2 separate regions of the Zea mays genome follow, and region 2 is linked to region 1. Evidence: chromatin contacts called from public Hi-C data. All regions are on one chromosome and are shown on one strand. Each heading gives the region's core, a stretch centred on a gene start, on an enhancer-like site or on the middle of the called end of the contact. The rest is flanking DNA. Distances are from core to core; before and after follow the strand shown. Region 1 holds the start of LOC100500956. Region 2 holds the start of LOC542747 (eukaryotic initiation factor 3).

What was found. Hi-C and Micro-C count contacts between places; a contact is called where the count stands out from the background.
Region 2: a Hi-C map of leaf shows a contact between it and region 1, with 3 times the contacts expected there. The contact joins the promoter of LOC542747 here to the promoter of LOC100500956 in region 1. A contact is called at or near these places in 5 of 25 Hi-C or Micro-C datasets (bundle sheath, ear, leaf and 1 more).

The regions. Positions count from the first base shown.
Region 1 is chr3:7,062,862-7,068,523 of Zm-B73-REFERENCE-NAM-5.0, reverse strand. LOC100500956 reads left to right here and starts at 1,381. Exons shown (of 5, transcript NM_001322363.1): 1 at 1,381-1,465. LOC100272718 reads left to right here. Exons shown (of 3, transcript NM_001360105.1): 1 at 1-158; 2 at 388-641; 3 at 718-1,262. The coding sequence ends at 1,078.
Region 2 is chr3:7,312,242-7,318,009 of Zm-B73-REFERENCE-NAM-5.0, reverse strand. LOC542747 (eukaryotic initiation factor 3) reads right to left here and starts at 2,338. Exons shown (of 14, transcript NM_001112256.2): 1 at 2,217-2,338; 2 at 1,991-2,072; 3 at 701-1,182; 4 at 58-273. The coding sequence starts at 2,036.

The sequences.
Region 1 (5,662 bases), core at 132-2,631:
CGGCCGCGGACTTCGACCGCGCCGTCGACGCCTTCGGGTACGAGGAGCTGCCGTACGTCGGCGGCGCCGCGCCGCGGACCAACGTCGTGGGCCGGGTGTTCACCGCCAACGAGTCGCCGCCCGATCAGAAGATCCCCTTCCACCACGAGATGGCCCAGGTAATCGAGTCTTGAGCCTCCCCTGCACTCTGGCACCATAAGAGCAGCAGCGGGGTAACTGAAATTCAGGAGACAACGCAGTGGCCACGACATGTACATCTGCAACGTGGGCTTGCTTTTTAAGCCTAGTACCCATTTTTCAATTCAAAATTAGATTGATCTTTTTTTTCACGTAGAGCTCAGTTTGATGACCAAGCTACAATACAGCACGCACGCTTTGATTTTTTAGGTTCCAACGTTTCCGTCCAAACTGTTCTTCTTCTGTGAAGTGGAGCCAAAGAGTGGCGGGGAGACACCGATCGTACTGAGCCATTACGTCTACAAGAGGATGCAGGAAGAATTCCCCGAATTCGTGGAGAAACTGGAGAAGGAGGGGCTGGTATATACAAGGGTTCTGGGGGAGGGCGATGACCCGTCTTCGCCAATCGGCCGTGGATGGCAGTCGACATTTCTCACTAAAGATAAAGCCGTTGCTGAGGAAAGGTAGCAGTAGCACCATTGCATTGTATATACCCATCTGAAGAATTGGGGCCTTTGTCACATCTTTATGCATGAACAGGGCCGCCAAGCTCGGGATGAAGCTGGAATGGACCGGCGACGGCGTGAGGACGGTCATGGGGCCCATCCCGGCGGTGAAGTGGGACGAGAGCCGGGGGCGGAAGGTCTGGTTCAACAGCATGGTGGCCGCCTACACGGGGTGGAAGGACGCCCGGAACGACCCGGTGAAGGCGGTGACCTTCGGCGACGGCTCGCCCCTGCCCGCCGACGTCGTCGCCGCGTGCGGCCGGGTCCTGGAGGAGGAGTGCGTGGCCGTGCCGTGGCGGCGCGGCGACATCCTCCTCCTCGACAACTGGGCCGTCCTGCACTCCCGGCGCTCCTTCGAGCCACCGCGCCGCATCCTTGCCTCGCTCTGTAAATGATGTATGTATGTATGTAAGTGCCCCGCCATGGTATGGGTTTTTTACTTGGCAGTGGAACTAATTCTGGATGGGCGCGGATTTGCTGCTCCGACGAGCGATGAACGCCTGAAACTGAGAATAATTTCACACGCTGGAGAGAGCGGTGTTTAGAAATTCCATAGTGAAGAAAACCGTTCACCCGTTATGCCACGTCGCCTTTCCGTCAGATATGCATCGCACGACTGTGAATTTCCTACTGCTCTGATTGACTCTGCTAGACTGCTCTCGCTACTTCTGGAAGGGGGTTCTTTACCTAGCTTTCACCATCGGTGATTTTGCGGACGACGGCCTAGGGTTCCCAAACCACCGACCGATCGACGATGACATCCTTCTCCCCGGCAACATAAGGTATGTGCTTCACTTCGCCTCGCATGTGATTTCTTCCTTCTTTCTTCTACTTTCCATCCTCTCTGGCAACGCTGCATAGCTACCAACACGCGTGTGAAGAGTTCTAGCCTTCTAGGTGCCTTGCTGAAGTTGGAGCTCTATCTGCATTGCATTTCTCCAATTCGCACTGACACCTTCACCTCTTGCGTCCATCCTAGAGATGTTGTGATCGTCAGTTCTGACTTCGTTTGGTTCTCGGATCGTCCTCCCCACACCTCCTCATCCATTCTTCTGCAATACTTCCGTCCAAGTCCCCATCCTTACCTCACGTTGCTCTAATACACCACAGTGATGTGTGACCGACTACATGAGGACCTCCATTAAGGGGCATGGGAAGGAGGGTTGAGTGTTGCGAACACGCGCACAGGTTGTTCGATTGAATGTCCAACTGATTTTTTTTGGGTTAACACGTTTGCAGGCTTCATTGCTGCAACCGCTACTACAACAGTTTTAGATTGTCAAATAAAGTAGACTGATGTGGACCATGTGTTCAAGTTGCTCGATCTAATTCTCCAAACAAATTATTTGCTTGACACTTTTGCATGACTTGCTTCATGCAAACGTTAATGCAACACATTTAGAATGTATTGTTGATTTTTACACCAATCACCTTCCCTATTATATATCCACACATATAAAATGTTGCATATGTATACTAATTGTGCTTTTGTAGCTCACTCATCGACCTCATCAGTGGTGTGATTGATTCACGTTAAAACATCTTCTGCACGGTGGGCTGTTACCTAGAGTACGACCTCTATTAGTAAATTGCATGGTCAAATATATTGCTATTTGTCTTTACAACAAATGAGTTACTTATATGGCCACTCATAGGTTCTTTTCATTTGTCAATATACCAATAATTTATGAGGAGATGTACCCCATCATTTTCAAACTGCAATATTAGTTTTTACACACCAGTGTATTTTGGTTTGCGAAAAAGTGTTCTTTCCGAAACAAAAATTATTGCTTCCACCTAAAACGGCAATTACATGAATATATCTAAGCTAATAATCCACTATGCTTATTTGTGATAACCACGAGTTCAAATACATGAATGTTGAATAATCATGAGTTCACATACATGAATATTAAAAATAGCAGCCCATATTTTTTGAGTCGTAGACTAAATTTAACCTCATGTGTTACTTTTATATGAACTATACATGACGCTGCTGCTATGTCGACCATTGGACCTTAAATATTGTGTGTAAAAAATATAGTTTTGAATATTGTGCGTTTACATACAACCTACGCTATTGTCGGTACCCTGAAACAGGGGTACCCCTTACTACAGTATGAAGACGCGGTGCCTGCGCGGCTATCTCTAGTCGCGTGGTGAACAGCACCCGACCCCACCACGTGGACGGCTCTGGGGCCGCCACATGGCCAGGGAAGACAATATCCTCCAAGGTATCAACAGTGGGTCCGGACCCCCATGGGGAAGTGTCGGACCCCTGCATATACGGACCGGACCTCAGGGCAGGGTCCAGGACCTCCACCGGTACAAACCGGACCCCTAGGACGGGTCCCGGACCCTTCCGTGTGGGGTCCGGGCCACTCACAGCAGGGCCCCGTGATTCTGAGACAAAGAATACCTAGGCCTTAATCAAGGTCAGGCGGGGGTCCGGAGCTGACACGTGTCCGGACCATACCACACACGCCTCTGCTCCCCGCTCAGGCGGAGCCCCGATGCTGCCACATGGCCTACTGCCCGTAAGCCAGCGAGCGGAGCCTGACGTAAGGCCTCTAGGCCGCGCGGTCTCTGCATTTATTGCGGATAAGGCGCGCCGCCTGTCCATTCCACTGGCAGGTGATGTGCCGCCTCGACATTTAATGAGCCCTGTCCACTCCACTAACAGGCGATGTGCCGCCTCAATATTTAATGTGCCATGTCCAGTCCGCTGACGGGCGGCGACCAGGCCATCCTGCAGGCGGCGTGCCTGTCCATTCTGTTGACAGGCAGTACGCCCGTGCTACGGCGTACACTATGCTCATCATCACTCGCGCGTTACCGAGGAAGCAGCGCAGGATATCAATACTATATGCACTACGGATATTATGGAGCTCGGACATCGCCCAGGCGTTACAGCATTAGTTACTTCCCTCCATTTTGCCTCTGGGCCCACATGTCGGGGCTCAGTATCCTTGTACGTGCCCCCTTGAGTTATAAAAGGGAGGGCACACGACGTTACAAGGCAGGCCCAACTTAGACGCTCAAGCTCTCAAGCTCAATACAACACACAGTGGAGTAGGGTATTACGCTCTGGCGGCCCGAACCACTCTAAACCTTGTGTGTTCTTGTGATCTTCCCGATTCCATCTAGCAGGCAAAATGTTTACGCCCCTCCTCATCTTAGGATTTAGGGCGGGTGCGTTCCGCCACCCGGCCAGAGAATTTCCTCTCCGACATTTGGCGCGCTCGTCACCTTCCTCCAGGCAAATGCCGACGTGTTCGCATGGGAGCCGTCGCAGATGCCTGGGATCTCCAGGGAGGTGATCGAGCACCACCTGAAGATCAACCCTAACGCCAGGCCGGTGAATCAGAAGCCTCGCAGACAGTCCGTCGAGCGGTAGGACTTCATCCGAGAGGAGGTCCGGAAGCTGCTAGACGCCGACTTCATCGAAGAGGTTCATCACCCCCAGTATGGCTGGCTAACCCAGTCATTGTCCCCAAGGCAAATGGGAAGCTTCGAATGTGCATCGACCACACCAGCCTTAACAAGGCTTGTTCCAAGGACCCATATCCACTTCCGCGAATAGATCAAATCGTGGATTCCACCTCCGGGTGCGACCTTTTGTCTTTCTTAGATGCTTATTCTGGTTTCCATCAAATCCAGATGTCTAGGGAAGATAGGAAGCATACCGCTTTTGTAACAGTGGATGGGCTTTACTGCTATGTCGTAATGCCTTACGGTCTGAAAAACGCCTTGCCAACATTTGCGCCGCCGACCCCTCCGACTCCGAGCTCGTCCCCCGCCGTCGCTCGCGTGTCGCGGATTTGTGGTGTCGGGTGATCGGGTCGGCCTCCTCCTCCTGACATCTTCCATCGACCGCCTCTGAACTGCGTCATCCGCAAGCGGCAGGTAGCACTATCACTCTAGCAGCTAGCCCGCAGGGCCTTCCATGTTTCTGAGACCGAGATTAATGTCTGACTTGTTGTGGTGAAATGTCTGAGTAGTTGATGTCGTTCTGAGATTTGTTATCTGAGCATTTTGTATTTCTGTGGAAACTATAGAAAATGCAACTGTCTCACTACACTGCTATACATGAATTGATGTTGTTCGATCCAAACAGATGCCTAATGTGGTCAGCACAATGTTTAAGTTTGTAAGATGGATGGCTAGTTGGCTAGCAGCTGGGTATGTCCTATTCTCTTCCTTTTCTTCTGCGCGCAAGCGCCCAAACCCTAATGTAAGATTCAGATTTGATATAATTACACTTGTATAATGCCTAAATTCGTTTTTTGCAATAATTATCCAATGTACATGTTTACACCCATGTAGTGTACTGGGTTGGTCCTGCACGCTTAAGATCGATCTTGGTTGACTCGATAGGACTTGTTGTCTAGGTGCTTATGTCTCTTCTCCCCTCCCTCGCAAAAATTGTGCGTTTAGTGGAAACTCCCTTGCTGATTTCTCTGTTTCTTGGAATGTAGTATTAGCTTGTGAATTGAGTGTAAAAGCAACTCCAAGGGACCAGCGAGATCCTTTTGTAAAGATAAATTTGGCTATTATTAGAAGGAAAATGTCTCCAATAGACTGTAAATGGCTCTTCAAATTTAGTAGCTCTCCATCTCTACACCTTTATGCTCTCTATTATTAGATAGCCTGTTTCACGCGCCATACAAAGTTCTGAATTTCTAGAGTCGATTGGACTAGTATACTCTTTTTTTTTGTGAAATCTATTTTAGAGAGTAGTTAAATCAGTAAAATTGGTCAATGTTTTTGGCTAATCTTTTAGAGTTGCTCTGAGCAGTACTATTTTTTAGTTGACTCTGTTTCCTTTTTCTTCTTGTAGTTGACTCTGTTTCCCTAACTACCAATTAACTTGTTATCGATTGCTTTAAAAGCTCTATTTCATTTTTTTTAAATGGGTTATTGTTGATGTACGTGAGACAGTTTTGACACATTTAGACAGATTGGGATACATGTGTCAT
Region 2 (5,768 bases), core at 1,089-3,588, 250 kb before region 1:
TGTAGCATTTGTATATGGGTAAAGAATTAATTAAAATACATAAGTAATGGAACAAACCTGCCAAAGGGAGAGTTCTGTAGCAACTTTAAGCTGCTCAACACGTGTATCAAGATACAGTTGTAAACTTTCAGGTGCAGTCAGATCAGGACGATCTCTTTGATCGCGATATTTGTTGAGATTAGCAAGATGATTTCTGATGATCTCACACAACCTACGGAATTCAGTTGTTCTCTTATACTGTTTACAGAATTGAAAAGCCCTATGAGCAGTCATCTGCATATTAGAAAGTTAATCAGTCACAAAATCTACTCATGGTATTTTCTGGAGAAATTGTAGAATGAGAAAATCGGAATGCAAGTTAACAGTAGGCACATGATCGAATAGGAAAGTCAGTAATGACAAGCTGTTTAACCAAAATATCAGCCAGTACATTAAGCTATTGAGTTCACAAGATATATTTTGACAGCTAGATACCATTTATAATAGCAAAAAGGCTGAATTCAGGTAAAAAAATGGTTGAATTGGCACATACATCTGAATAATGGTTGTTAAATGGAGAGGAAAAAAGATGTAAATTCTCAGTAATAAAAACTATGCAAATGGTAATGTGTTGTACCAATACCATGGAAAATTTATGTGCCACATACAAAGTAAATTCAACAGAAGCAAGCAACAAAATGCTCATAAGAGAATAGCTTACAGCATATAACGCTTCAAGCTTTGAATTGTTCCTTAGTATCTCTAGAACAGTCCTGTATGTCTCCCAGAGGAACTTAAACCATGGAGTTACAACCTCTTTATCTGATCGGTCCTTTCCTTTCTCCCCACTGACAAAACTGAGCATGAGGTCCTCGGGACGCTTGTCTGCTTCAAGATCTTCGACATCCAGAGCATCTTCCAGTGCTTCGACCTGACTCTTAGCTTGTTCAGCTTTCTCATTTGAAAGCTGCATGAAGTGCTTTATGACATCCTCCAAGGATGACACGTTTACTTGCTGGCAGACAATCCTATACTGAATAAGACCATCTTTTGCAAATCTGCCTTTCCTCAGGTCAACACAGAGTTCTACATACTTCATCATGATCTTTTCGAGAGGCTTCTGCCATGACCTGTACCTTTTCGAGGTAATGAGATCATGTAAAGCCTGCAGGGCTGACTGCTTTTGACCAACATGGATTAATTCTGAAATAAAAGCAGAGGAAGCGATCAGCATACACATCTTTTATGACAACACACCAATACGAGCAGATTCTTAAGAATTTGCAACCATGTTTTTTAATTGACAGTCACAAGAATCCTCAAATTCCAGCCTTCCTGGTTGTTTTCAGGTAAATTAAACAAATCATTTTTATGTTGCATAAACTTTACAAGGTTCCATTTAGTGGAGTGGGATTTTATCCCTAGATATCATATGCTGGAGGGCTGGACGCTTTTCACAAATTATTAAAGATAGGTGTAGTGGTGTGTTAACTTCGATATACATTGTAGCATTTTTAAGTATTTCTAACTGAATTTTTTGGTTCACCTATGCAAAAACCCAAAAATCACGAATTTCTTTAGGAATTTGATCAAAACTTTGAACTCATCTTGTACCTACTCCTCTATTTCTCTCTATCTTCCCACCAATTGCATGACATAATTCATCAAAACAAAACAAAACAAAAATCTCAATGGGACAAAATACCTCATGTAATGAGAACAGACAACTGGCTAATATTTATTTGTATGCAGGAAGCAAGGTTCACCTAATCAATGTAACAATATCAATGTAGTCAATATTCCAACTTTCAAACTAAACTAACATTTAGAACCAAGCAGTAAATAGATTCGTCAGCAGTAAACATTCCCTATTCAATCAGAGCAAGTAACACACGCATCATCTTCACGCTATGCTAATTCGCAAGGGTCTGACAAATCCCGCATGCAGCAGGCATAGCATCAACAACTACCACCCGCAGATAAAAATCGATCCCAAGTCCCAGCAACTCACCTTCGGCTCTCTTCAGCGCGTTCTCAGGTTTCGCGAAAGTCGCCATCAGCGAGGGTTCTGGGTCGACGATCTACTCCTTCTCCTGCACCACACCAACAGTTAGGGTGGGATCTAGCAAAGGCATGTACACCCGATATTTTTTTGCAAAAAACTTAGAAGCTAACAGGCATCGATCAAACAGCCAAATAGTTTGAGATTAGAGTTTGGGAACTCATTTTGGCAATACCTGATGGGACCTCTTCGCCGGCGAAGAGGTCGGCGAAGGCCCCGGCAGTCGGCGGCAGCCCAACCAGTCGCCGCACTTTTAGAAAGGCAGAGAGAACAGGCACGGCGGCTGACAACGGGAGGAGAGGCGAAGGTTGGGAGTTTAGGGTTAGTTCTCTCCTTTTATATAGGCGGCCTGTGTATAGTTGGGCCTTTAATAGGCCTTCTCCTTCCAAACGGCCGGAGATATCTGCGCAACACAACCATGCTATGACGTCATCATGGATAATTTTCATCCCTTGATCATGGATCCGAGGTTCAGTATGGATTCCCAAAAAAACGGGGTGGAAATTTCTTCCGTGAGATCGGAGTCTTGTGCGTCGCGACGGTGTTGCATAACAAACTGGACTCCGACTCCGACTCCGACTCCGACTCCCCCCTCGTCAACGCCACCACGGCCGCCCGCCTCGCGGACTCGCTCGACCTCGCCAACGCCCTGCCTCTAGGGCCTAGGCTCCCGTGACGAGGCCACGGTGGCTGCGGACAGGATGAAAACGATAACTATTTAGATACCGATTTTGTGTCTTTTACTTTGATCGTAATATGCAATATTATATTCTTGTTTTTAAGCATTAAACATGTAAAAATCCATAAAAGAAAATTCACAAAATTATTATATAATTTCTTAAATGATAGATTTAAAATTCGGTATGAATTCGGATACAAATTTGGTTTTTAAAATTTTTTGTTGTATGGAGCAAATAATGCATACAACAATTTATGCAAAAAAAATATTCTTATTTATAATAATGTGCTTGATAACATAAAAATATCAACATCAAATTTTATACATATCTATTTCAAAATATTAAATTTGTTCTAGCAATTCGGATTATCACTTACATACAGGGGCGGATTTGGGTCTCGGGCCACCTGGGTCATGGCCCGGGTCGTGGCCCAAATATCCATTTATACTTAGGTTTTTTCATCCAAAAAATTCTGGCCCATTTATCCTTCCTCTCCACTTGAAGCCTGGGCATATGGCAACTGCAACCCTGATGGACCTAGCCTCAACCTTGCCATGGCGGCTCGCATTCTGTTGCTTGCTCAAGGACTCGAGGTCGACGGCTGGTCGCCGGTGCCCACTACGACAAGCTCGACGGCCGCTGCACGCCCTCCATGGATCTAGCAACCAGCAAGCTGGGCAGTCAGCGACCTCCTCACCTCCCTGTGGCCCTACGCCCTGCTTCCTGCCTCCCTCCACGGTTCGTAGCGGGCATTTGTTTTCTGCTCCTCGCCGGCGGCTCGGCTCCTCCACGGCGGTCGGCGGCGTCACCAACTCCGGCGTCCACAGGTCAGCCACGGAGCCACCCATTGTTCCATACGGCAGTCTCAGTCCAGAATCACGGTGTCGCGCCGGCTTGCCGGCTTGGCGGCTTCCCCTTCCTGTTCGGCTGTCTTGGTGCAAGAATTAGGACTCTAACTCTGAACTCTCAAAGGTCATCAGTCCACATCAGAGAGCAAACAAGTTGTCCCACTGAGTCAGTGATTTATAAGTATTCTCTGAACTCTGAACTCTCCAAAGTCTTAGACAACATCACCAGGCACTAGCCATTTCATTGTCCCACCGATTCGGTGATTTGTGAGTATTCTCTTCTCCCCTATTCTCCCATTTCCACTATATGTTGGTTATTAAATGTTGCATTATTACTTTGTTATTGTAGATTGACATCAAAACACGAGAATCAAGAGGATAAAAACATTAAGATCATTTTATTGTTGATCAAGTTGTCGTTGATCCTGATCTTCGCATGCCAATTAAGCAAATTGATGCAATGTGTAGGTTTAAATTCACGTGCTGATGTTTGTGAAGCTATTAGAGGCGAGGAAGGACCAAATCATCTTTAATTAGGTAATTTTAACTTTGTATCAAGTTTTTCGTATTTTAAGGTGCTGAATTGAGATAAATATTACTTTATTCTATGTTTATCCTACGCATGATATCTTAAAGAGCTTTTTAAAAGTGGCCCCGGGCGTCAATTTTATAGAGCTCCGCCACTGCTTACATACTTTCATCCCTAGCCGCGGCTTCCGCGCCCGTCGCCGTCACACTCACGACGTCGATCGACTTTTGCTCCGCGTTGCTGTCGCCAACAATCCAACATAGTCGCCAATTCGCCATGCTGTCGAGCGAGACCGAGCGTGAGGACTCCATGGTCTTCGACGTGTCGGCCTCCGGCGACAGGCTCTCCACGAAGGACGAGGTTGACATCGTTGGTAAAGTCATCCTCTGATAGGTCAGCGACGTTGCGTAGCTCGTAGCCCAACCTGAACTACACAAAGGTCATAGCAGCAGCGGCGGCGACGCGATGAGCGCCACGACGAACAGCTTGATAGACCTAATTTGGAACATCGAGAAGGCGCTCCTCCCGGTTAGCGCCATAGGCCTGGGCGAGCTCTATGACCCTATCTGCGCCCTCGCGGAGGCCTGACACCTCTGATTCCAGTTCTAAGTAACAAAGAGTGGGAAGTGTCAGCGGAGCTAAGTAAGGTCAACGAAGGAAGAGTGTCAGTCACCGACAACACGTCGGTCCGATTCTACCAAGTGGGCGCAAAGGTTTGCGACTTCATTATCAGCAACCTCGAGAGCTGCACGAGCGGCGGCCAGACTCTCGTGCAGGTCTGTTGACGTCAACACTAGGGGGACGGGGGGGTCATCTTAACGAAGGGACAACCCGAGGTTCTCATCGTCCCCATTGAGACCGTAGTCCTAAGAAACACAATAAGTACGAAAAATAGGTAGCGACGCAAGAGTACTATGACAATTGAGGAGGCACACACCCTGACTCGACTAGACGTTGTCGCAAGGGCCTCTGGGCTAGGGTACGGCCGTCCGCGGGATGCTTGTCGGATCCATGGAGGATTAAGATGAGGGAAAGAGAATGCCCTCCTCTTGTTAATAAAGAACAATGTAGAAGAAGGCGGCAACAAAGAACATCTATTTACAAAGAGAAAACCCAAGGAAACAAAGCGGCGCACAACCCAACCGTTGCTATCGTAGAAAGTGCATGACGCGAGTTAGGCGAAATTCGATATTTCCCTCAAAAGTGTAGGGATGGACGGGGCCGCCGAAAAGAATTGTTGCCCTGTGACTTATTCGCTTCTAAATCATGTCAATCGAGGAAGGAAGGAAGGACTAAGTGAAAGGGAAATGGCCTTAACCATTTTTTATAATTGATTTTGGTGCTTGATGCCCATCACAAATCTTATGGACTAACTAGTTTGTCTGGTTGATTATTTATCGGGTGCACAAGTCTCTACATCAATTCTAAGTCGATTGTTGGAATATTGTAGATTATTCCAGACAAGAGAACGTTTTTGGAAAATCCACCTGTGCGCGGACCGTCCGGTCCCTTCCGGTGGACCGTCCGCGACACCAAAGTGAGCCTCAGACAGGAACTATGCAAAACTCGCATTAATACTGCGGACTGTCCGAAGCAGAAGAGAGCACCGTCCGGGACCAAGCTCGCATTTATACTGCAGACTGTCCGAACCAGAATAACCCGAAGGTGAC